Regions from separate parts of the Zea mays genome. Here region 1 is linked to region 2. Evidence: chromatin contacts called from public Hi-C data. All regions are on one chromosome and are shown on one strand. Each heading gives the region's core, a stretch centred on a gene start, on an enhancer-like site or on the middle of the called end of the contact. The rest is flanking DNA. Distances are from core to core; before and after follow the strand shown. Region 1 holds the start of LOC100384140 (cell division cycle202). Region 2 holds the start of LOC100217299.

Region 1 (5,882 bases), core at 3,150-5,649, 440 kb after region 2:
TATACAACCCCATACGGGAGGTCCTATCCTGCTATCTCAACCGCCAAACCCTCCGTGAATCTTCGTCTCCTTCGTCGATGGGCCATCGGCAACTGTGATCCGCAGCCGCCGGCGCACAGGTGCTCCCGTCCGCCCCGCCCGTCCTCCCAGCTTGCAGTCGGAGACGCACAACCTGATCCCTCCCGTCTTCTTCAGCCAGAGCCCCGCCCACACAGGATTGGCATCTCGTCGTCGTGCCCTGCTGCAACCAGTCAGCGTTCCCTGCTCCAGCGATCTCGAACTCAACACATGGATCAAAGGAAGGCGCAACAGCCACAAAGGGTCGTCGAAGGTCCTCGCTAAACACCGCCATAAATGCAATTCGGCAAGAATCAACAGGTCCCATGTCATCCGGTGTCGCTACATGCCCTCAACCTGCATCTCGGTCACAGTTCGGCAATGATAACTCATCTTCGATGCCGACTGAATGCCAACAACCTTCATTTGGATCGCACTCATTGTTCAACAACGCTGATCCCTCTTGGATGGCATCCGATTCTAGGTTTGAATGCCATGAACTTCTTTCAATTGATTTCCTTCATGTATTGTTCACCTGCTAATGTTCATGTATTGTTAAATGCTTTGCTGGTGTTTGTGTCAATAATACTTTTAGGTTGTAGTAACTATTTTATTCTTGCAGCACACTGAATTCCCATGGTGGTTACTACACGTCACTACTAAGCCAGGATGTTGCAGATGATTTTGTCTCAAATGATTATGTGCTAGTTGATAACGAAGCTGTACAATCACCGGTGCTGCATGAAATGAGCTCACATGTGACTAAAAGGTGCCGATCCAAAAATTTCAGTGAAGAGGAGGACACACTATTAGTTTCAGCGTATCTTAATGTGAGTAAAGATCCTATTACTGGAAGAGATAAAAAAGATGGCACATTTTGGGAAAGAGTATGGAAATACTTTCACAAGAATAGGACATTTGAGTCAGATCGTAATTGGTCGTCTTTGAAGCATCGTTGGGGTATAATTCAGAAGGAAGTGAACATTTTTCAACAATACTATGACGCCATAGAAAGAAAAAATGAAAGTGGAAAAACTAGTGATGACAAGGTGAAATTTACATATGTTTATACAACAATTTCTTCACATAACAGCATTTGCTCACATGATTTATCCTTGTCATTTTGTAGCTTGCTGAAGCGAAAGCGAAATTTCGAGAAGACCATCAAGGGAAGGCATTTTCTGTCTTCCATGCGTGGATTATTCTTAGGCATGAGCCAAAGTGGACTTTCAGAGATTCAAAGCTGAAAGACCTCCATGAGGCAAACAGTAATGGTCCTGTCAATGCTGACAGACCACTAGGGAGGAAAGCAGAGAAGGAAAAAGCACGAGCGAGAAAGCACGATGGCTGCGATGCTGATGGCGATTTTTTCTTTTAAGAAGTTAAAAAGATGAGGGAAGCAAGGGAAGAATCAGAGAAAGACCGGAAGGCCCGTGATGATAAGTTCTATGAGCTTGAGATGACCAAGGTTCAATTGGAGCAAAATCGGTAGGACAAAGAAATTATGCTAACAGACACAAGCACAATGGACGATGACTCTAAACTATACTTCAAGATGATGAAACAAGAGATTTTGGCTCGGCGTTTCGGGAGTAGTTAGGCAACAGTACCTGACTTGGGTTTCAGGATCATTATTCAGTCAAATAAAAACCTTTAGTTCAGGCTGCTGTCGTTCAGGCTTCATTATTCAGTCAAATAAAAACCTTTAGTTCAGGATCATTATTCAGTCAAATAAAAACCTTTAGTACCATTGTTCTAGCTTCATATTGCAACAGTTTTCTTCTGTCGTTCAGGCTGCTGCCTTCAAGTTCAGTACTGCTTAATGAGTATTATTTGAGCAGATCAGTAGTACAAAGGTCTATACAGATGATATGTTTAAACTGTATGAAACATGTATTTTCAAACTTTACATAGTCACGATCAGCACCAAAGATCTGAGGCTCCTGTTTGTGTAATGGCAGCATGATTCAGTTTACGATTTAGTTACTGGATTGTTGACAGCACTTGTCTCTGCTGCCTTCCTGCAGCCAAAACCATGTGAGTATTGTTTCTCTATTTTTGAAGATCTGAAACATCTGAATAATGCACTCTCCTTAGGATTGAGCAACAAACTTACAACAAGAAATGTTGACCATGTAAACAACTGTATTGAACTAAAAAATTACAGACATGTTGAGAAAGGGAAAAATAACAATACTGTTTTACTAATGATTTATTCATCAAATAGTATTGTCTGCCTAAACTAATGTTGCTCATTTCGGTGCCCGCGCCACTCCCATCGGTGTTGAACTAGATCTTGCTGAAGTTGACGATGCATGTGAGAATCTTGAATTTCTTGACGTCCAACAAATGGCGAAAAATTACAAGTCCCTACACGCGACACCACACCTTCAGTCTCTACATTACTCTTATCATAAGGCACATCAAGACCGTCAGCGTCTCGTTCATCTTCAATTATCATATTGTGCATTATTATGCAAGCCAACATAATGTCTCGGAGTGTTTTTTCATCCCAAAATCGCGCCGGATTTCGAACGATTGCAAAACGAGCCTGCAACACACCAAATGCACGCTCAACATCTTTTCTCTAAGATTCTTGAGCAGCAGCAAAATTTTTATCCATTAAATTTGCCGGTGCCTTTATTGTTTTCACAAATGATGCCCAAGTTGGATAAATCCCATCAGCTAGATAGTAACCCATTTCATAATTATGCCCGTTAACCATATACTGAACAGATGGCGCTTGACCTTCCATAAGTCTGTCAAAGAGAGGAGATCTGCGCAAGACATTAATATCGTTGTGCGATCCTGGTAGGCCAAAGAAGGCATGCCATATCCATAAATCCGTAGACACAACTGCCTCTAGTATGATGGATGGTTCTTTCACATGACCACAATACATACCATGATGAGCAGTAGGACAATTTTTCCACTTCCAGTGCATACAATCAATACTGCCAAGCATGCCAGGAAATCCACGACATTCACCAATTTTAAGCAATCTAGTTGTATCATCTTCATTTGGAGCTCTAAGGTATTCTTCGCCAAACACCTCGCAAATTGCTCTCATAAATTTCCGTAGGCTCTCAATAGCAGTGCTTTCACCAATCCGCAAATACTCATCAACATAATCAGCTGGAACACCATAAGCTAACTGTCTATAAGCTGCAGTGACCTTCTGTACACAGGAAAATCCAAGAAGACCAGCACCATTTCTTTTCTGAACAAAATAGTTATCATGTTGTTCAACGGCTTTAGCTATCCGTTTGAAAAGAGATGAACTCATACGAAAACGGCGCCGAAACATCTTCTCAGGATATGTTGGGTTCTCACAAAAGTAGTCACGGTACAATTTCATACCGTGTTCATCTCTACTTCGATTGTAAACCTTGTGTCCAAAAACTGAACCTCGATGTCTTTTTCGCTGCTTTTGCTTCCTCTTTCGATATGCACCCATCAAGAAAAGCATGAAGTGGTCAAGTTCATTGTATGATTGTTCATCTTCGCGGTGGATCATAGATATCGTAGTTGCAGACATCTTTCTGCAGTGGACATATGGCAGAATATAAAATTATTTCAGTTACCCATTTACTAAATATAAGCTGTCACATATCACAACATATGACGATATACACTGCAAAATGAAGTTGATCAACATGCTACATACTACTTGCAATTGTACAACAGGTTCTGAATAAATTATTCATACAAGATACAACTCATGGAACAATACTGGCAAGAACATATGGGCTACAACGTCAATGGTTTGATTAGAAGCAACATAATCAAAGAATCTTTGGCACTTTATTATCTCTTCCGTGGGGAACAAATGCACAGGAGATTGCAGGACCTGACTTTTGCAGAAACAATGCAAATGGAATACAGGATGGAGGGAGATAGAGGGCCGCTGACCAGAATATGGATGCGCGGAGGTGGTCCAAGGCGAGGAGATCTGTGGTGCCCTGTGCTGGGGAGGTTGACGGCGCCGTGGGATGTATCGTGTGTGCAGGCGTCTGGAATAAGAAGAAACCTAGGCGCGTGACGCGAGCGGGAAACAGAGTAACGCGTGAGCGGGAACAGCGAAAATCAGAGTTAGTTGCTAAACACTGGGTTTAGGGTCTGTTTGTTGGAAAGCAACAATTTATTCAGATCCTAAACATATCAAATTCGTCTTTAAAACAGAATTAGGCCTCAGTTTAGGATTCCTTCTTGGAGTTGCTCTTATCTTCTATCGCACGTAATCACTGGTCATGGGCGCATCGGAGCCGTTCAGGCGGCCACCCGCAGGCCGCAACGCAGCACAACGGCTTTCTCTCCCTGCTTCCCTCTCCCTGCTTCCCTCCTGCTACAAATAAAAATTCGTGGGGCGGCCAAACCCTAAAACGCCCCACAGCGCAAGCGAGCAGATCCTCCTCCCTTTCTGCTTCCTGGCATCCTCTCTGCCTCCCCGCGCCGATCTCGAGCACCTGGGGAGACCGCGAGACGTGCGCCTGATTTTTCTCATCGCAGCAGCCCTCAAGTTCCCCACCTCTTTTTTCTTGCAGCTTTCAATTAATCTGGTTATTTAGCTACATCTTTATTTTACTTTCATTTTACCTTTAATCTGTTTAGTTCCATTGCATCTTCTGCGGTTGCGGTTAGTATTGCTGTTTCTTGCTCCTTGTTTCTTGTTCTTTTGCTTCTAACCATGGACGCAGGAACCTACTCCATCTCATCAGAGAAGAGCCACACGGCGGCAGCGGCGCGGCCCCCTCTTCAGGAGGCCGGCACTCGGCCCTACATGCCGTCGCTGAGCACAGGATCGCGCAACCCGTCGGCCAAGTGCTACGTGAGTCACCTGTTCCCTGAGAGTCAGAAATGTTTTGCGGGCGCGCGTAGGGTGTTCGACGATTCGCCTGACCGAGCCGGCTTATTTCCGTGCTGCAGGGCGATAGGTTCATCCCGGACAGGTCGGCGATGGATATGGACATGGCGCACTACCTGCTCACGGAGCCCAGGAGGGACAAGGAGAACGCGGTGGCAGCGTCCCCATCCAAGGAGGCGTACCGGAGGCTGCTCGCCGAGAAGTTGCTCAACAACCGGACACGCATCCTTGCCTTCAGGAACAAGCCGCCTGTGTCTGAGAACGTCTCGGCAGCCATCACAGCTTCCTCTCACCATGCCAAGCTGGTCAAGCAGCGTCGACATATTCCCCAGGTATGTGGATGTTCTTCTAGATCTACCTCTAGATTGATGCAAGGGGCGTCCTAGGATTTTTTGGGACCTGTGCAAAATTAGCAAAACTATGTATGCATGTATACAAAAATGAAGCTTAAGTATCGTATTGGTTACCTGATCTTTATTTGAAAAAAACATTATTCTCTTAGTATTCTTAAATAAAATCTTCAATGATGTTTTCGTAGCCAATCTTCTGTAGCATTCGTGACTAAATTGCTATTACAGCCAGTACATTATTTCTTTTGTCATTGTAGAACATAAGTAGGACTTCAAAAGCTTCCGTTTATGCAACAACAACATAAACGGTTAGCAGAACTCTATATGCAACAATTATATTGGAGAAATAATCACATTGCTTAAAAATTAGGTTTTCAATTGAACCCATATTTTTTTGTGAAATAAAACCTTGGAGAAAATTTTACTACACAAATAGGTCATTTGTGTCAATATCAGATTGTCCGTCTCTTTTAAGTACAGCGTCAAGATTTTGGTCAAGCCTGCCGATTTGTCTTCCATATGTATGATCAGGAATACAACTTGGTAGCGGTTCCGATTTATTCAAGATTTGGGCCACATTTTAACTCATATATTGGGGCCCAATGACGCCC
Region 2 (6,258 bases), core at 2,453-4,952:
CTGATTCTTTTGAACAGGCTGGAATGAAGAACATGTAGAAGGTTTGGCCTTCGTCGACCAAACAAGCTCAGCGGTATATACATCTGCAGATTCATCATCTGAACCATCACACTCCACTAGATGCACATTATGGCTAGCCAATTTCGATGTCTCTTTACTTCAGATTTCACAGGCCAAAGCCCATTGATGTAGCTGAGCTATCGAAAAGAAATGGGTGCCATCCAATTTCTCTCTTAAGTAGGATCACAACCCATTAAAAGCCAGTCCTGCTAACTCTTTATCTATGACATGGATCTAAAAACATCGGTTTCTAGTGCCTCGGAACCTCCGAATATAATCATTAATCGATTCTTCACATCCCTATCAGACTAAGGCTAAATTAGCCAACCCTAATTTATATTCACTAGAAAAGAAATGTTCATGAAATTTGCTTTCCAAATCATTCCAGGAATTAATGTAATTAGGAGACAGGGCGATGTACCATTCAAAAGCGGTACCAGTAAGAGATAAAAAAAATAAATGAACATGAAAGGCTTCCCCATCAGCCAATTCTCCTAGATGTGCTAGTAATTGACCTACATGCTCGTGTGTGCTTCTACCACTTTCACCAGAAAATTTGAAAAACTCTAATATCCTTGCCCCTTGTGGGTACGGGACAACGTCAAACCGATGAACATATGGCTTTTGATATGATTGTCGTACTCTAGCTACACTAACTTCGAGCCTATCTCAAAATAGTTCAGTCATATCTTCCCTAATTTTCTCCATTGTGCCTTGTGGCAGACCACTAGACCTTGGGTTGTGGGGCTCATTTGGTCGGGCATTGTTATGCCGACCTTCTTGTCGTGGCCAATCGAGAACGTTGCTCGGCTTATGATCATATGGTGCGTTGTGGTTTAAATATGTATGGGGAGGAACATACTGCTGATGTGGTGTGTAATAAATTGTTGTATGATGTACAACAGTAAGTTCTATGTATGCGTATCCGGACTGTCTCGTTGTGTTTGCTACTACAGAGGTGCCACGTGGTGGTCCTGGTGTAGCCCAGACTGTCTGGCAGGAAAAGCCGGATGGTCCGTGTAAGGGCCGGACTATTCGGCAAAGGCTTCGACCATGTCTTGGGGCGTCGATCTGCCAAGCAAGGACGACAGTGGTAGTCTTTGCCCTGGATATGAGTTCATCGGCATACCATATAATGGCTGAGGCTGTGAATCCCCATTTGTTGCTGATGTATCAGACATAGACATCCTGTTACTAGTTTCAAATGATGGAAAACTAGGAGCAACAGATTTCTCCAACGAATGTGTTAATTTTCTAATTGATTCTTCTAACCCTCCAATCTGTAGTTTCATTTGATCTTGCTATTGAGCTACATACTATTTAATAGATTAGTTTTTGTCGGGTTTACTTACATTAGATATTAGAAGGGAAGGTAGAAGAGATGCGACCTTGATCTCTCCATATTTGACAACCTTCTAGTGATGATCCACCATAAATTGTGACAAGAAATTTTCCTTCGCTTAACACATGAAGTCTTTGTATTGCTTTTGATCATCAGGCGACATGCTTTCAACAGCTAGCCTAAGGATATTGTCTAGGGAGATATCAGTGTGATCTTTAGAACCGGTCATTTCAGGGTCTGATTTTAGTAGATCTAAACACCTAGTCCCCAACGGAGTCGTCAAAAAGTATGTTGGTGCTGATCTGGGCGCAAAACACTGGAGAAGAACTGCCTAGCGGTGCTCTCTGCGGAGGGTGCAGACGGTCCGCGACCTGGGGCAGGAGCGACTCCTTCTCTGCGTACGTCCGGATGGTCCGCGCCTGGGGAGCGGTCGGTACACGATGGCGCAGAAGTTCGTCTTCTTCACATTAGACCTAGATCTTGCCTTTCGGGAGGGACCCTGTCGGGGGAGGAGATATCCTAGGGTGTGTCTTGGGGTCGGCAGTCCACCCAAGATGCCTCTAGTTAACGTAGAGCCGAAGAAATGTGAAGGTTCGAGGTAGATGAAGGCTGAACTAGGGCTATTTCTAATGCATAAGGTAAAACGATAAATAGAATTGATTGGATCAATTGTGGGGGTTCAATGGACCATACCCCTTCATCTATATAAGGGGGAGGTCAGGATCTGATACAAGTCGGTTCCCAAGCTAATCATGTAGAGACCGCTAACAAATCTCGCAAGAAATGAGGAACCATAACTAATTCTGCGCACACGCGAACCCGTCCATGCCGCCACCGCGAATAGTCTGGACCGTGGATCGTCCGACCTCAGGGATAGACGGTTCGTCCTGCCAAAAGTGGTGCTCATCACCAACAACCCGAATCCAATATAATCTAATAGCAGTGTTGAAGAATGAGGGAACGAAGCTCTCCTAAAATTTGTAAATAAAATGATAACATGTATGCAATCTATTAGTATCAATATGGATAAAACTCGGTGCAAGATAAATAACTTAGTTCCTGTTTATTACTGTTTTAGTTTCATAAAATTTAATAAAGTTGATGAAGGATATCAATAAGAGGTTCAAAAAATTATGAAGATAAAGTTGCAACTTTTAGGATACATTTAGATAAGTCATTTTATTTTTTATTTAGGTTATAAATATTTTTTTAAAACTATTTAAATTTATATTATCTCTACTACTTATTAAGGCGGTAAGGGGTAGGCTGTCATTCCGTGTTCTGCCATTCCTATTCCCCCTCCTCGTAAATCTCATTCCCATTCCCGGCTGCCATTCCGTGTTCTGTCATTCCCATTACCCCCTCCCCGCAAATCCCTCCGGCACAGCCGCCGCTTGGATGCGTTCCAGAGCGGCTGCACCGCGCTGTCCATCTTCAAATAAGGGGACCTCATGGTCGTCGCCAACGCCGGCGACTCTCGAGTTGTTCTGGGCACCGCATCCGACAACGGCGTCGTCACACCGTCCAGCTCATCATCCACCTGAAGCTCAACCTCCCACGTAAGTCACTACTGACCGGCCATGAATTCTTGTGCGCTGGGACGACGGTCGTTGCTGACGTTGTGTGAGTGTCCTCGAACAAGATTTATGTTGAGGAGTAGCACATCCGGTGGTGCAACGACTAGGTGTACTACCTCGCTGATGAGCCCGGGGTGCACTTCGTTTGGCAGCCCAGCCAAGAGTCATCGATACTCACCATGTCGTGCGCGTTCGACGACTAATATATCAAAGACTATGACGTCATCTTGGCACCAGAGGTGACACAGAGGAGGACCGACAGCAATGACCACTCGCCATCGTCAAGGTATCTTTTGTGCCGGCCTGCCTTTAATTCTCTTCGCAAACACATACACTTGCTTTTTTGTTTAAGCAAGCGTATATGGTGGTGCGTACCTGATGACTGACAATGTACGAGTGAATTTCTACTAGCAGGTGTGACACGTGCTCTTCAATGATGAGACCATGCAAATCGTGACATATATCAAAGTCTGCATGATACTGATGGTTGCAATTGAGTAGTGAAAGAACTAAATTAAAATAATAAAATTTATGTATGGCTAAGATTACAAATAGATTATGAAATATTTTTATAACAATATAAGACACATTTTATATATAAATTATTATGTTATTATATGTTAGCGTTTCAACGCACGGATACTCATCTAGTACAACATAACTTCACATTAAAGTTGAACGTTAAAGCTGGAACAGAGGGTGCGAAACATCCCAGTACGTACTCCTACATCGCTTGCTTTTCTCAAGTCACAGGGCCGGCCCAGCCCAAAATCCTTTTCACCGCTACGACCTCCGTGCTCCGGCGATGCAGCGGATTTCGCTACGACTTCTGCGCTCCTCCTACACCGCCGCCTCCGCCTCCCTCTCCACCACCTCCTCCTCCCTCCGCGGCCTGGCAGTATCCCATGGCGGTTGGACCACCCGACCGTCGCTGCAGCCTCCGGTGCGAACCGCGGCGCCGGTCGACCTCACCAGGTGGCCGCCGCGGAGGGGTTACTCCCAGTTCGCGAGCGGGTTCACCCCGCTGAAGCCGAAGCCGCTGGGATCCATCCTCGACATCGAACGCGCCAAGGGCCTCTCCCCCGACCACCTCGTCGCCGCATGGGATGACGTCAGTCCCCGCCCCCTCATTAGTCATTTCATTCGGTTTTTTTGTGGTTTGTGTGTTATAAGAATTGAGGAGATCCCCTCTGACGGCCGTCGTAGGTAAGCATCAAAATGTGATATTCTGTCGTGCGTGTTTGATACTTATTTTAAGCACCGTGCCTGTAACGAATTTTCTGTGTGCGCGACTGCGGGTATCTGAATGATCTGTTGAAGGGAAGAGATGAAAGGATATAAACGTCCATTCTAATCGCAGACCTTTTCAATTGCAAATGAAGGTGTTTGATAAAGTGGAAGTTTAGACTTCAATTATTACATTGCTAATGGAAGAACATGCCGGCGAAGCATGCAAGTAGATTTATTCCCTTACCACGTTTGAAGAGGAAAAAAAAGAAATAGTGGTGATATTTTGAAGCTGTGGTAAAATTGGCCGTTTCGAAAAGTTATGTTGAACTTAACTTATAATTAGGATAAAGTGTGCTATAGAATCTCAACGGTTGTGATGTGATCTCCACAGCATCATTCTAGCTACGTATTTGGTTTTCAGTTCCAACTTCCAAGGATATCTGTATTTGACAGCATTGTGCAACTGTCATGTCACTCTAGTGACATCTCTGATTTTGCTTGTTTGGACTAAGTAATGAAGGGATTTGGAAAGTGGCTAGTATTCATTGGAAAGTTAAACAGCATTAGCACAATACTTTTAGAAACATTGCATTTTGTTATGGCTTCAATTATACATTGCATTAGAGAAACTTTATTTGTTGAAGATTGAACTGGCATTGTAGTTATACTCAGCAAAATTCTCACAGGTGATTCTTAGTAACCATCTTTTTGTGCTGTTAGATGCATACATGATTTTCATGTGTCCGTACTTGTGTGTGCGTGTTGGGGGATATTCTCTGATCTTTTTGAACTTCTATATTCATAAGGATGACATTTTAGTTTCCATTCCAACTCTATTATTTGTCCTGTCTAACCCCAAAAGAAAGATCAAGAACAATAATTTTCAGTTTAATATGAAATTGATAATGTTTATTATTATTTTTCGTTCTTCTGCATCAGTCATGCAAATTTTTATACTTGTCCTGATGTTTTATGTTCGTGACTTTTTTTTTTGAATATTAGTATCATTTAGGAAGGGGTCATATAGGTGCATCTATGAAAGCAAAACTTTACCATCTCTTGGAACAAAGATCAGCTTCATGGTATGTTTCTTCAACTTTTACTGGTTGCAGAGTTTGCAGTACCATGATTGTGAATTTTGTAATCTAATTTTGTTTGTCTTTTAGCCGTCACTTTGTTATTCCGTTGTGGAAGGGAAGTGGATACACTACTATGTTCATGCAAGGTAGTGCTCAGTTCTTTGGTAAATATTCATATTTTTTATTAATCTTTTCTGTTTTCATATTTCCCCCACTAAATATAGCACTAGCATTATACTCCCTCCATTCCAAATTATAAGATGTTTTGGCTTTTCTAGATATAGAAATTGCTATGCATTTAGATATACATTATGTCTAGATAAATAGTTAAAATCAATGTATCTAGAAAACCCAAAATGTCTTATAATTTGGAACGGAGCGAGTAGCTACCTTTGTTAATTCTTAAAATGTTCCCCTTTATTGTGGAACTGCCTACTGTTGTGTTACATGTTTCGTTACTTTGTGTAAATGGACCCTTAAAATATAGCCTTGGCTTGCCAATTGCCATACAAAGTGTAGAACCAGGAAGCTGAATGCTGATATGACATTGACATCAGCATTGTTGTTTTTTTAGCTTGCATTAAGATAAGTTTTTTTTATGCTTTACCCATCATCCTTCATGTTTCACACCAAATTTAATGCACAAATCTGTGGTCCACTATAACTAAATAACACAAGTTGCATGACTCGTGCATCTAGAATTGACCATTTAACCTAAATGTTCAAGGTATTAATATTCTCAGGGTATCACGATAAGGGATTAGTCTGCCCTCATAATTTTTGAGGTGGCACTTTTGAACAGGAGTAAAAAGACATTAACTATGTAAACATTTCCACTTAAGAAATAAAAATTTAATACAAAATGGCCTGTTTGAGAAGCATATAGTGGTAAGTTTCTGTGACACGCGAAAACCATTGGCACCACTTACTATTTTGAGTTCATTGTAGTAGCTGGCCTAATTTATTTAAC

What was found. A called contact is a pair of places that touch in the nucleus more often than the background predicts.
Region 1: a Hi-C map of ear shows a contact between it and region 2, with 2.0 times the contacts expected there. The contact joins the promoter of LOC100384140 here to the promoter of LOC100217299 in region 2. A contact is called at or near these places in 2 of 25 Hi-C or Micro-C datasets (ear and tassel) and 1 of 3 datasets of contacts at active chromatin or transcription factors (leaf).

What each region holds. Positions count from the first base shown.
Region 1 is chr5:140,120,434-140,126,315 of Zm-B73-REFERENCE-NAM-5.0, forward strand. It overlaps LOC100384140 (cell division cycle202), which reads left to right and starts at 4,400. Exons shown (of 7, transcript NM_001176720.2): 1 at 4,400-4,885; 2 at 4,984-5,253. The coding sequence starts at 4,745. It also overlaps the pseudogene LOC109939783.
Region 2 is chr5:139,679,402-139,685,659 of Zm-B73-REFERENCE-NAM-5.0, forward strand. It overlaps LOC100217299, which reads left to right and starts at 3,703. Exons shown (of 4, transcript NM_001157003.2): 1 at 3,703-4,090; 2 at 5,212-5,291; 3 at 5,376-5,434. The coding sequence starts at 3,785.